2 separate regions of the Neogale vison genome follow, and region 1 is linked to region 2. The links are chromatin contacts, called in public Hi-C maps. All regions are on one chromosome and are shown on one strand. Each heading gives the region's core, a stretch centred on a gene start, on an enhancer-like site or on the middle of the called end of the contact. The rest is flanking DNA. Distances are from core to core; before and after follow the strand shown.

The links. Hi-C and Micro-C count contacts between places; a contact is called where the count stands out from the background.
Region 1: a contact with region 2 is called in a Hi-C map of fibroblasts, with 4 times the contacts expected there. The contact joins the enhancer-like site here to the promoter of MAML2 in region 2. A contact is called at or near these places in 2 of 3 Hi-C or Micro-C datasets (fibroblasts and muscle).

The regions. Positions count from the first base shown.
Region 1 is chr7:129,510,341-129,517,209 of ASM_NN_V1, forward strand. All of the region lies in intron 2 of MAML2 (mastermind-like protein 2), which reads left to right. Among named protein-coding and RNA genes, the nearest start is that of MTMR2, 93 kb to the right of the region's middle. Within about 2 kb of position 3,666, the one cell type or tissue checked has open chromatin away from gene starts, as enhancers often do. A contact at or near this core is called in fibroblasts, where this site is marked.
Region 2 is chr7:129,226,577-129,233,336 of ASM_NN_V1, forward strand. It overlaps MAML2 (mastermind-like protein 2), which reads left to right and starts at 4,813. Exons shown (of 5, transcript XM_044258264.1): 1 at 4,813-6,641. The coding sequence starts at 6,129. It overlaps CCDC82 (coiled-coil domain-containing protein 82), which reads left to right. Exons shown (of 8, transcript XM_044258261.1): 8 at 501-1,418. The coding sequence ends at 566.

The sequences.
Region 1 (6,869 bases), core at 2,416-4,915, 280 kb after region 2:
TCACAAGACTTGCCCAAAGTCACTCAAGAGGACGTGGCAGAGCCAGGAGCGAGGTCATGTTCAGTGCCTGTCCAGATCCCATGTTCTGTGTACTGCGATACCGTCATGGAAATGGTGTACCAGTTATGCATTGTTTCCATTATGCCAGTCTGTAAATGCAGTGGGAACAAATTTTACATTGACTCCTTTTGTCGGAGGGGAAAACAAAAAAGAAAGGAAAGAAATTGAAACAGAAAAGAGAGTTAAGTTTAGATGAAAATACGAGACAAAGGGAAACTCTCATTTTACTTTGATTTCTTTTCTTGCCTCGATTTTATATTATTACCTATTCTAAAATGGAGCTTATAATTCTGATGATCCACAAAGAGCTAAAAGTACAAAAAGGAGTAAAGAAAAAAATTAAAGCAATATGTGCAGACTCCCTAGTAGTCACCACTCCGCAGCTGGGCCTGTCAGAGTCCTTTTCAAGAAATGGTAATTACAACTCATTATCTACCTTGAAGATGTGCTAAATAACATAAGGACAGGTTCCAAATTGATACAACCCTATCTGAGATATTAGAAGCTCACCGGTTCATTATAGTGGAAAGTTTAATAGCTTTTCCAAAAAATTTCAGCTGCATGTTTTGTCTACTTAAAATGTACTTGAACATGTATTCCTGCCAAAAAAAAAAAATTAACCTAACTTCTTTCACTGTGACTAGCACGTTCCTACTTTGTTCTGATTAATTCACAGATCCGTGCAATGAAAGAATTTGCAATTGGCAGGAAAAATTCCAAATTGGGCAGTTTAATTGTCAAATAAATTTTTAAATTCGCACAGAGAGCGGGGAGAAATGTAGGCATCTCAGCATTTTAAAGCCATGAGTATTTTCTTGTAGACTCTGCCAACATAAGATAAGGAAAAGAAGAAAAAAGAAAGACTTTGGTCTGTCAGATAACATAACCCTTTCTTTGGGAAACCTGAAGAAATCCATTCAATCATACAATTTTTCAGTGAAGGTATATTTAATAAAATTGTATAATTTACTTTCTTTCTTTCAACTCCTCTTAAGACATTCTCGTAGGAAACAGTTGCCTAAATAAAATGGCCTACATGTGTAAGAAAATTTTGTTATTTAGAATCATTTTCATCCTGTCTGATTTAGAGTACAAAAGATGAGTTTTATAGAAAATACAGAGTAGATTTTTTGTGTTTTTTTTTAAATTTAAGTTCAATTAATTAATATATAGTGTATTATTAGTTTCTGAGGTAGAGGTCAGTGATTCATTGGTTGTATAGAACACCCAGGGCTCATTACATCACGTGCCCTTCTTAATGTCTATCACCCAGTTTCCCAGCCCCCCACCAACCTCCCCTCCAACAACCCTCAGTTTGTTTCCTGTGATTAAGAGTCTCTTATAGTTTGTCTCCCTCTCTGATTTTGCCTTGTTTTCCCCCATTCCCTATGCTCCTCTGTTTTGTTTCTTAAATTCCACATATGAGTGAGATCACATGATAATTGTCTTTCTCTGACTGACTTATTTCGCTTAGCATAATAACCTCTAGTTCTATCCACATTGCTGCAAATGGCAAGATTTCATTTTTCTGTTGTCTGAGTACATTACCTTGTATCTATACCACATCTTCTTTATCCCTTCATTACAGGGGGAATTTTATGAGAATGGTTTCATCCTCCTAAGCGTTATTTATTGGGGACATCAAAAGAAAACAAAGGTTTTCTTCGTTATTTATTTATTTGTTTTTCTATGTTATTTATTTATTTATTTGTTATTTAAAAAACAGGTATTTATTTTGTTTTCTTTAATCATGTAATCTGATAATGCATTTTGATTTTTATACATTCTTATTTCTCAATCTAGCTTTCTTTTTTTTCTATTAACTTGCTATTAAATAATACTAACTGCAGTATATATGAACGTTAGCAACCTTTAGATGTGGGGCACCCCGTTAGGACCCCCAGTGTGGAATGCTGGGGTAACCGGAGTGGACTGACTATCCAAGCAAAACCCAGAGAATAGAGGTAGGACAGAGTGGAGGGAAACCGTGAAAAGTCCCAGCTTCTCAAAACGATCCTACCTCCCATTTCCATTTTTTCTCCTATGGGCTAGAAAAACTAAACCCATTCCTCATTCATACCTTAGCATGACTTCTATTAACCAGCCTTTTGCTGATGCTTGATGAAGACCATCAGGAGGAATGGATGGAAAAGGACCTAATCAGTATCCTTCAGACACTCACTACATGCCAAGAGATGGGCTAGGTGTTTTATTTAAGTTCTCCATTATCTGCTGAATCCTCAAAGCACACTTGTAGAGTGAGTTTAATTAATCCCATTGAAAGTGAGGAAGCCGGCAGAGAATGAGACGATTGGCCCAAGGTTTCTAATTATAAGATGCCAGACCCAGGATTTGACCTAAAATTGCTTGGAGTTTAGGTGGAGGGGTGATCTGGTTGACTAACAAGAAACTGAAAGGAAATTTTGAATAGGGCATCTGGGGGGAAAGTATTCATTTATTCATCCTGTAACTATTTGATTAGATGTTAAACGTGCCGGCCCCACACCGAGCACCAGGGAAAACAGGAGTGAACAGTAAGTATGAGGACACCCTACTCCTATCACTTTGCTGAGAACTGAATAGCCACGAGCAACAGGACTAGAAAGTAGAGGTGAAGAGGCTGGTAGATGGGGTGCCTGGGTGGCTCAGTGGGTCAAATCCTCTACTTTCGGCTCAAGTCATGATCCCAGGGTCCTGGGATAGAGACCTGCTTCAGGCTCTCTGCTCAGCGGGGAGCCTGCTTCCTCATCTCTCTGTCTCTGCCTGTCTCTCTGCCTACTTATGATCTGTCAAACAAATAAATATATAAAATCTTTAAAAAAAAAAAAAGGCAGGTAGAAGGTGTCCATGACAAATTTGGGTCAACTTCTTCTGAAAGCTGCAACTTACACATTCCCTTGTCCTTGTGAGGTTCTGACCTGGGCGTGGGCTGAGCTCTTTCTCAAGAGTAAGACCTTACACATTCATTGTTGGAAAGTAGGGGGCTGTGATTCTGGGAACTACATATTTCAAGAGAGCTTGAATCTAGACCCCTGAAGTAGGACCTCTGTAATCATCCTGGCTGGTCTGAAGGGCATCCATGTTGGGGGTTATGATCTGGATTCCATTTCTCTACTGTATCTTCCTCTAAGCAGACCCTGGCCCTTAGAAGATACTTTACAAGTAATCAGGAGAAAAAGAGAAAGGAAGACCAACTCTTCTCGGATCCGTGCTCAGAGTCTACCTGCCCTCCTCAGGGACCTCGCACAGAAAACAGTTTGCTCCGCAAATCCAGGGGCTGAGATTGTCCTATGTACTGAAATGTTCTAAGTAACTTAGAGCTGTGCTATCACATCAGTCCATTTTGGGGAAGCATTAATCTCTTAATTTGAAGGTAAGTTGCATCTTAGAAATGTCGAGGTGCAAGGAATGCATTCGTCTGACAGATGTAGTCTACCATTCATAGTTTTGAAACGAGAGCATTTTGCTGACAAAGAGAAATGTATTTTTAAGCCTGAGTTCTTAAAAAAAAAAAGAAAACTTCGATCCTAGTCCTCTAGCCAGGCTATTTCTGCCAGCTCTCCGGCTATGAAGACAACACATTCTTGCAATTCATCACTTCCCTTGGCTCAAGCCAACCTTTAAAATGGCTGGTGGCATATGCTTCTCATTAGCTCTGCCTCTGCCTCACCTGGGCTGGTCAGACTCCTCTCTCTTGCCCCCTGCCTGCCCCCTTCGCTTTACCTCCTCCTTCCCCAACCCCAGAGCTGTGCTCCTGCCAGCTTCTCTTACCAAGCAGCGCTGCCTGCTGGCATGGCGGGAGGCAAGCTAAGACGAAGGAGAAGGAAATCGTTCCGTTTTTTTGAAAGTAAATTCTGCGGTTCAACAGCCTTTCGTTCAGAAATGAGGCTGAGGAAAAGAGAAAGCCAAAGGCAAAACCAAACACAATAACAGAAATGAAAAAAAAAAAAAAAAAAGCCAGAAGTATGCTGACTGGGAGAAAAAGAGAGAGGGGGCAGCAAAAGGTTAAGAGGGAAAAATTCCCATCGTTACATCACTTTGGCAGCCAAATGTTTCTGTAGGTCACCAGTTTTCTGGTTTGATTTATCTTCGGGGCTCTACAAGGAAGTTTTACCCATTTGGAGGGTATTTTCTGTTTAACTCGGCTATCTGAGTGACAAAATACTCCTTACACTTGGTGAATTCTGGTACCCTCTGTGACCCAGTGCATAAATTAAGATTTAGACTGAATCAAGATTTTTGGGCCAGCCCTAAAGAGACTTACCACACACACCAAATCCTTCTCTTGCATTCCCTCTTGTGTGGTAGCTTTTGATGAACACTTTGAATCTTTGACTTACTTTCCAGAGGAATCAAGAAGGTAAATTCTCTCACTGTGTTTGCCTAATGTAACTGGTCAACTCTGATCCCAGCTTATTCATGCTGCGCGGGTGGGCAACTTTTTTGAAACTGGCTATTTGCGGCAAGAAAGGAGTGTTGAAAGGGTAAAGGCACCTTTTTTGGTGGCATTTGCAGTGGGTCATTGATATCTGAGTTTGGAGGGGACCGCAGAGTTTCCCTAATCCACACCCTTCACTGCACAGATGAAGACGCTAGGGCTAAGAGGGGACGTCCCACTGTCATACAGGGAGGAAGTGGTGGGGCAGGGATTCACCCCGGGGTCTTCAGCCCCTGCCCTGCTCTCTTTGCTGGAATTTGCAGACACCGCCCACTCCTCCAAATCCCACATGTGCACGCAGAGACAGAGTTCTGCAATCTGTAGACCCAGAGTGGCTTTTTGTTCCACATTCAACAATTAAGAGAACCTAAGGAACAAAACTAGCTTTGCTCCATATCGGTGACCCATGACATCCATAAGGCAAGAGAAAACCTCCAGAGACAGAACCACCCTGAGAAAAGTAGAAAAAGGTTTCTCGTCTTCGGGGCGTACTGACCTCCCTTCCCCTCCCCTCCATCCTGGTGCAAGGCTTTGGTGAAGCGGGGCTGGATCTATCTCAGCCCATACTCACTCCCTTAACCAGCTGCTCTTGTGTGGGCAAAACTTCTGGAACTGCATCATCATGGTCGTGACCAGAGGGTGTTCGTGGACCGAGAGAATCACACCAGGAGCCTCCATACCCAATTCATGAAAGTGATCCTGATGTTCTCATCTGGAAAAAGAGCCCTCTTGTTATAGTGGATGAAGGGGCAAAATCTCCTCTTTAAGAACTCAAATGGCATTTTTTTCCCCTTAACACCGCTCATTTGCAAACAGTGGACCGAGATTCAGCTCTGAACAAAATCATAGGGACAAATGTACCAAGACACCTCTTTTCCTCTTGGTCACCTTCTTTCAGCAGCCAGATGCTTGCACACCCTCTCCCACACCTGCTCTGTCACTCCCTCCTGGCTTGCGATCACCATCCTTTCTAAGGTGTTAGCAGCTAATGACCACATGCGTTCATTCAGAAACTATTTACTGAGAACTCCCTATGTGTGGAGATGAAGGTTTCACCCTTCCGAGGGTAATGATTTTTTAATAGTAATTCCCAAGCCTAGCACAATGCGTGGTGCATAATATACACTCAGTAAATAGTATATAAGAAAAGGAGGAAGGGAGAGCATGAGAGGTATTTTGTACTCCAAGAATGGTGGAATTTAGGAATCAAATCAGGCAGCGCCCAGGGAATGGAAAAATAGGGGTGGGGGTGGCGGCTGGAGTGCGGGACAAGGAACCTTTATAACCTCCTACATGCATAACAGATAAGGCTTGTGTTCTGTTCCCTATTCTTCAGAGTACTTAGGACATCAGAGCAGCCACATGAAAAACTGGTGCAAACACCTCTATTCTGCCTCCCAAATTCTTTCAGACCTGTCTTCCTCTTGCCCAGCCAGCCACCCCAGGAGTCTGAGCCCCTTGATTTTGTGGATCCTCTTCTGGTCCCACAGCTTGGTTTCTGCCTCGTGTTTAGCCCCTTGCTTAGCAACAGTCTTGGATTTCGACCTTGGCTTCAGCCTTCACACTGGTGCGAGGGGAAGTGTGATTTGGGGGGTTCTCTCACACCCACCTTTGTTCCCTGGCCGCCACTCACCTGGCCAGCATAGCTACTTACGTCCGTCTGCTTATGTGAATTAAGTCTGTAAACGGGCAGTCTCAGAGTTTCTAACACCACTTATAGAATTCTTTCGTTGAGTGGTTCTGTTGGAAGTCTTCCCTTGGTTTTCTTCCTATTAGAGATATTTATTATATACCTTCCTACTCCTTTCACCTGGGAGTTCCTAGAAAGAAAATGCTCTGCCTTTGTCACTTCTGTATGATACTGTGATCACTTAGCTCGGTGCCTGATACCTAATATTTGCCCCTGAGATATGTTTTTCTTTGCTGAAATATTCGACCAGATATTCTCTTGTCCATTTACTTTTCATTGTTGTTTTAACCAGAGGAAATTAACAGGGATTTCTCACTGATTCTGGTCTTCCTCTGATGGGAAAATTTTTATATTAAATGCAAAGTACTTTGCCATCTGTGTGTAGCATACGTTCTGGAATCCTTTCCCTGTATATGGGAAAAGCAGGTTTCCCACCAATGACCATTAAAGTACATTTGGCAGCCCTCACAGCTTTTTCTCCCTAACCCAGATGGCAAAGTTTTCATCTCACTTCCACTCGAGGATTTTTATAAGGCTTCTTTATGTTGCTCCTTCTTTTCAAGTACTTTTCTGTTCCTGGACAGCGGGATCGGGCCTTCTGCTTGGACCTCCCTGTCCGTGCTCTTTAGTCATTCCCCGGTCTGTGACAGGAAGCCTGTTTTGCTAGTTAGAACCCAAGTC
Region 2 (6,760 bases), core at 3,563-6,062:
CAGTTTAAGTGCTACTTTTTCCTGACCACCTCAACTAACCATGGCTATTCTTCTGAACCTCCATACAGTGTCTGTATAGTTCTTTAAGGCACTCGTTATTGGTGTATTACCACTGAACTCTGGCCTCCTTAGGGACAGGGAAAGAAATTTTTTTGGTATCTAGACAGTCATCAGAAAGTATTCAATATATGTTATATGTTCAACAAATTTTTGTTGAATAAGTTATTGAAGTTGTTATACTTCTATAAGTATGATAATAAAAAATTATATTTTATAAAAATATTATGAGATTAATAATAATGTTCAGCTTTATTTCTTTCTAATACTTTATGAGTTAGAAATGCTTATTTGAAATTGTGTTCCTGTTAATAAGATTTTTTGTTCATGATTATCCTGAAATGAGAAGGGAACGTATTCCTGTTTGTGTCTATAGATTGAAAAGGCCTACCTTATTTTCTTTGCTTTGAGTAAAATAACTAGCTTTTTTATTATATACACAGAAATATGGTCAACTTCAAGAATATCTAAATTGGGCGGATTACTTTCAAGATGAGAAGTTTGACTGAATTGTAACACATTTCCTTCAGAGAAGATTTTATAAATTCCTGTAAATGTGAAGATCATGGGTCTTGTTTCTCTGTATCATGTGACATATTTGTATATTTTGTGTGTATTTTCATGGGAAATATCTTGTTTAAAACATATATTCATCTTAATTTCCATGAAATGGCACTCTACAGTCAAATAAAAGTTTTATCTGCTGTACATAAAAACATTAGCCTAATAATTTTTAAGAGTATTTTAAAGTTATAAAACAATGCCTTTATAACAGATGATTATCAAGCAAATGAGCTGTTCATGTCCTGTCTTAGTAGACAAATATTGTATTTTAAAAATGAATTCAGACTAACATCTATGTGTATTTATTATTGAATCCCTACCCAGATGTTTTTATTATCCTTTCACAGTATTAAATGATCTGCACTGATATATTCTGTACTGCTGTCATTATCTAAATCAGTGGGCCATGGAAGAAACGTAATGTTTCATTCAGTTCAATCCCCTCATGTCAGAATCAAGACTGTAGTTTACCCACTCAAAAGAGGAGTGCTTTTCTCCTTTTCTAAGGAGTCTTTCAACCCTCATATTCAGGAATAATTTCATGATATGTATTTTCATGCTTCATAATGTTCTTTCTATTTTTTATTCAATTTGTCTACATGTTAATGATTAAGATGTATTTTATTTATTTTTATCCATAACCCTTCCCATATATGTATTTATGTTAGGATCTGAAGACCTCAGACAAACTCAGCCAAAAATAGTTTAAAAGCATACTTTGGCATTTGCATTGCTTTGCACATCTACATTTTCTCATAATATAATAAAGTGAAATGGTTTCCTGGTGACCAAATGGACCCTGTCTATTCTGTATCTTTAATTCTTAAAGGTAATATCATAGTAGGATCTATTTTTCGGTGCAATTTTAGATACTTGTTTCTGACCCCAAGTGTTGACTGAACCTGGCTTCAGTTGTTATGCTGTTCATGCATGGAGTTCAATCTACGTGCATACATAAAAAGCTACACTTCATTAAGTCCTTACATAGAGATTACGTTAGTATTTGCTTCAATTTTCTGAAATTATCCCTATTCCTACTGTAAGCAAAACATGTGGAAAAAGCTCACAAAGTGCTGAGAATACTGATGCTGATGTTTCACATGAGGAGTACATACCTTTTTGAAAAGTGTAAAATAGAAATTTCAGTCACATATCTCTATTCTTATTTCTCTGGCATATGGAAATAATCCTTAACTAAAATGAAGCCATAGTTGAGAGCTGAAGATGAGGTGACAGTGCCCAAAAAGAAGCAAGGCAGAACTGGAGGAAAAGTAATAGTCAAGTTGGAAGGGTGAAGGATCATGAATGACTTGTAGAAAGGAAGGCCATGGAAAATGAAAGTGAATGATCTATAAAGTATCTCTATTGCCCCCAGGAGCATCACTTCTCATATGCGTGCGACACTGCAGACAAGCCCGAGAATGCTGAAGAGTGAGATTGCCTTCCACCTGGAGAGTTTTTTAAATTAATTTATGTATTGTTTTAAATATCATGCATTTAATTTGTAAAAATTAAGGCACTAATGATTAGAGGGACTTAATGATGGCAGCTGAACCAGTTCCTAGGTCAGGCATCTTGCTGGCATGAAGCATTTTTCCCACTGGAACAGCATTCTGACTGTTGATCAGGAAATGTAAAAGTAGTTTTGCTGATGTCTGCAGTTACTGCAACCAAGCAAACTTCATAAGTGGGTGTTTGAAAACTACAAGAGGCTTTTTAGGTATACGGTAACACCAAAAGAATGGCAGAGAGACAAGCTGTTAGGAAACGGAAATGAGCCTGGACTGGGGGGCCAAAAGCAAGGAGTCCATAAGAAAATTGAAATGTTGAAAAAACTGAATTAACCTCAAACAGGCATTATGACATGCTGTATGATTTTATCATCATCATAAGCATCAACATCATTGATTTGCTTTAACACCAAAAAATACTTTGTAAATTTAAAATCCTACATGTCTGTGAAGTGTTTAGATCTTGGCATTTATTACTGTAGTGTTAGGTGCTTTAGTGTTAAGTAGCCATGTTAGGAGAGATGATGAGTCAAAAATGGACAAGCAAAAGGAAAGCAATCCTTGAAAGAATTCATATGGCTACACAGAAACAAGGGTTAGAGAACAATACCATTAAAAGGAGGGGAGGGAAATGAGGAACAAAATAAATGTTTATTTTATTGGCAGTTGGATATAATTGACCATGCTTTCTCACTTGTCTGCTCCCACCTTCAGATGGGTGGTTCTATTCACTACTCATTTCTTGGAGGCTTAGACTCTAGCAAGCTGATTAGAGTGTAATTGCAGCTTTGCCATATTGAGGCAGCAAGCCCAGTGGTTAAGAGAGCACAGGTTTGCCATCGGTGTTGAGGTAGAGCCCTGAGCTGTTATTTCCTAGTCACATGAACTGGAACGAGGAGTTTAATTTCTGGGAGCCTCAGTTTCCTCACTTCTAAGTGAGGTTAATAATACATATCTTTCAAGACTGTGGATTAAGGGAGATCTATGTGAAGTGCTGTGCCTGAAATAGTGATTAAATAAACAGTAGCTGATGTGAATGGAAATGAGGATGTGCATAATGATTTCAGCTTGAATTTAATGGGCTGTAAAGGAAAAATATATAAAAGACACTCTAAAAAAAGTGACATACACCGCTGAATATAGTAAAAAATCTATTAAACTGCTTGACATGTTTTTAAGGTATGTCCCTGTCTAGCATGGAAATCAAAATTTGTATCAGAAAGGAACAACGGTTTTGACTAAGGATTCTGAGTTACTAATGAAAATCAATGCTATGGCATCACTGTCCAGTAAAGGGTGTTTTAAATTTAAACGTTGCATTTTCTCTTTTATCAAGTATGATTGCTGAATATAAAGTACCCATATAATGGAAGATAATGTCTAATGAGTACAACTTTTAAAAAAAAATCAAATGTAAAATGATCAAAACTCCTTCAATTTTTAATGACACCTCATGAGAGAGTTCCCCATGAAATCTGCATACCTAACAAAAACAAATTCCTGCCTTTCCGCACGTAACTAGTGAGGAACTTAGCCTTGGAAAGGACAGAAGTTCCAATGAAAAGTAAAAAAAAAAAAAAAAGTTACATTCCATCAGAGTATACTTGTCCCCAACTCCAAACAAATATTCCAGAACTTGTGAAAATAAAATGGACTAAAGCAGACCAGCCTATTGGGAACTAAATCGTAAATAAATCCAGTCTTAACCATGTTTCCATGGACTTTACCCATTCATTTCTTTCCATAGGTCAATTTGGAGAAGGGCCGTGTCACTGCGGTGGGAGTATTCGTTTAAATTAATGAAGTCCCATTGCTCGAGACCTCAAATCCAAGTGACTTGGGAGTTAGGACACACAGCATGGTTATGGTCCCGAGGATCCCAATTTTGTGCTCACCTAAACTTCTTGAAACTCCACGGCTACATACTGAGTTTTCTCCATGCATATGTAAACCAGATAGCCGGGGATCTTGCAGTGACTTGTCATAAGTCATCTCGTATTTTCAAAGAAAAACCTTCATTTTCTTTTCTAGAACTGGGACCGGTGATTTCATCTTCATAAAATCTTATTTACCCCTGCTGAATTGCTTGTAATCACCGAAGCTGACTGACCCAAAGACGCACAGAACAGGCAGGCAGGTAGACAAGACACTGGCCTCCCCTTTCCGGGTGGGCTAGCGATGTGATTTCCTCTGCCCTCCCGCCGCCCCCCGCCCCCAACACGCACATCCTCGCCCGCCTTCCTTATTATACTAATGAGCATTTCCTCCGTGCTCACCCAGCTCTCGCTGGGGTGCTCAATGGTGTCCTTTGCAACCTATTGAAAAATGAAAATGATATCTTCAGGGGGGCGTCAGGTAGGTCTGAAAGGGAAAATACATTCCCTGACCGGGAATTTCTTCAACATTTAGAGCTGGTGAAGTACATGGGTAGGGGTTGGGGAATTTCCCCAGCCTTCCCCACTCGGCCAAGTCAGGCTACGGGAGCCCCGCCGAGACGCGCCGCGCGCAGGCTGTGGGATTTACGTCTTCGGCCACTGGGAGGCCCTCTGCGTTCCCCTTTCTCGCGCGCCCGGCTGCAATTACTCACTCGTGCAGTGACACCAGCCTTCCACCAGGGAGCCGCCGCTCGGCTCTCCCGCCCGCCCCCTCCCCCCGCCCCCATCTGCAGCTTGCTGGCTCTCTCTTTCTCCCTCTCTGTCTCACTCTCTCTCTTTCTCTCCCTCTCCTATCGGAGCACAATGAAAGCCTGTGTACCGCCGTGACTCCGGGCAGTGGAGCCAGTGTCAGCAAAGCGGCTAACAACAGACGGGAAAGAGAAAGGAAAATACAAGCTACTTTTTTTTTTTTTTTTTTCTTTCCATCTATAAAGCGGAGCAATACAGGAGATAGAACCACATTGCTTATTGCGAGTCCAGACCCTCAGATCCACTGGCCGGGGATGGAATGTACAAAAGTGGACAGAAAAGTGGCTGGACATGACTCGGTGCAATTTGCTGGAAGTTTGTAAGTTTGACCATCGTTTGTAAATTACTCTCGGAAGAGTTTGTCTCTCTTGATACTGTGTTAGAATAGAGCCGCCGGGGGTGAGAAGCGTAAGCGGGAAAGAAAAAAAAAAATGTGTTGAAGGATCTCTCTCAGTGGCTAGCGACTTCAGACTGCTTTCATTTAAGGCTAGGAAACCTTAGAGGGAATGAGGATTTTTACCGGTGATTGGATTAGCTGAAGAAAAGAGCATGGTCCAAAAGACCAGTTACTGACATTGTTAACAATTGAAAAGCTATCTCCCTCTTTTGGGAGAAGACAACATCCTACAGTACCCCAAAGAGGAGAAAACACCGGAGCCAAGGGAAAGAGAGGAAAAATTAAAAGCCAACAGACAGCCTCTCTTGATTTTTGTACATTCTGAACATTGCCTTTGAAAATTTCCTGAAACAGCACTTTTTTTCCTAACCCGAAGAAAAGTAAAGGCTGCAGGTTACATAGACGTGGTAGAGATGTGTTTCTCTGCAGAAACATCCCCATAAAAAATTTTTCTGAAACAACTAGGTGAGGGGGAGTCCAATCTCTATTAATACTCCTCTCAATTCCCTTTGCTGTCTGTTTCTGTCTCTGGCTTGACAATCCCTGAATTCTTGCTCTAACCCCCAGATCGTGTGTTTACAAAGTACCTAGGGGCTCTTGTCAGCCTGGTGGGGGGAAAAAAAAACCCACCAACTCTGTCCAAGTTCTCAAGAGCTGTCAAATGCAATTAGAGTAAGTTGATAAGGGTTTGTTTCCAACTAATCCTCTGCGACTGGTTCTGCTCTGTCTCCTCACCCTCTTTTTACTAACTCCCCTCCCCCACACCTTCTCCACGGCTCCCCCCAACCTCTGAAGACCTCTATTCATGTGGCCCTGAACACTGAGCTCACATTGTCAAAAACAGACTTGCCTGCAATAGCCAGCAGTAGCCTCCTTCCACCTCACCATCCCAGAGGCAGCATTGTGTCCAGTAAGATGGGGGACACAGCGCCCCCACAGGCCCCCACAGGAGGGCTAGGGGGGGCCCCTGGGGCGGGGCTCCTTGGAGGGGGCTCAGTCACCCCGAGAGTGCACAGTGCTATCGTGGAGCGCCTCCGGGCTCGGATCGCCGTCTGCCGCCAGCACCACCTGAGCTGTGAAGGACGCTATGAGCGTGGTCGGGCTGAGAGCTCAGACCGGGAAAGAGAGAGCACCTTGCAGCTCCTGAGCCTGGTACAGCATGGCCAGGGGGCAAGGAAGGCTGGCAAGCACGCCAAGGCCACTGCCACTGCGGCCACCACGGCAGCCCCTCCACCGCCCCCTGCTGCCCCTCCTGCAGCCTCTCAAGCAGCGGCGACAGCAGCCCCACCGCCCCCACCAGACTATCACCATCACCACCAGCAGCACCTGCTCAACAGTAGCAATAATGGTGGCGGTGGTGGGATCGACGGTGAGCAGCAGTCACAAGCTTCAACCCCTGGGGACCAGAGGAACTCAGCCCTGATTGCGGTAAGGCACCTGGTTTTTCTCATGATTCTCGCTGTGGTCCGCTGGCCTTCTGTGAGGGTAGAGCTTGCCTTGGCCTGAGGGGGAGCGGACAGCAAGGAAAAGGGCCGAGGTACTACCTG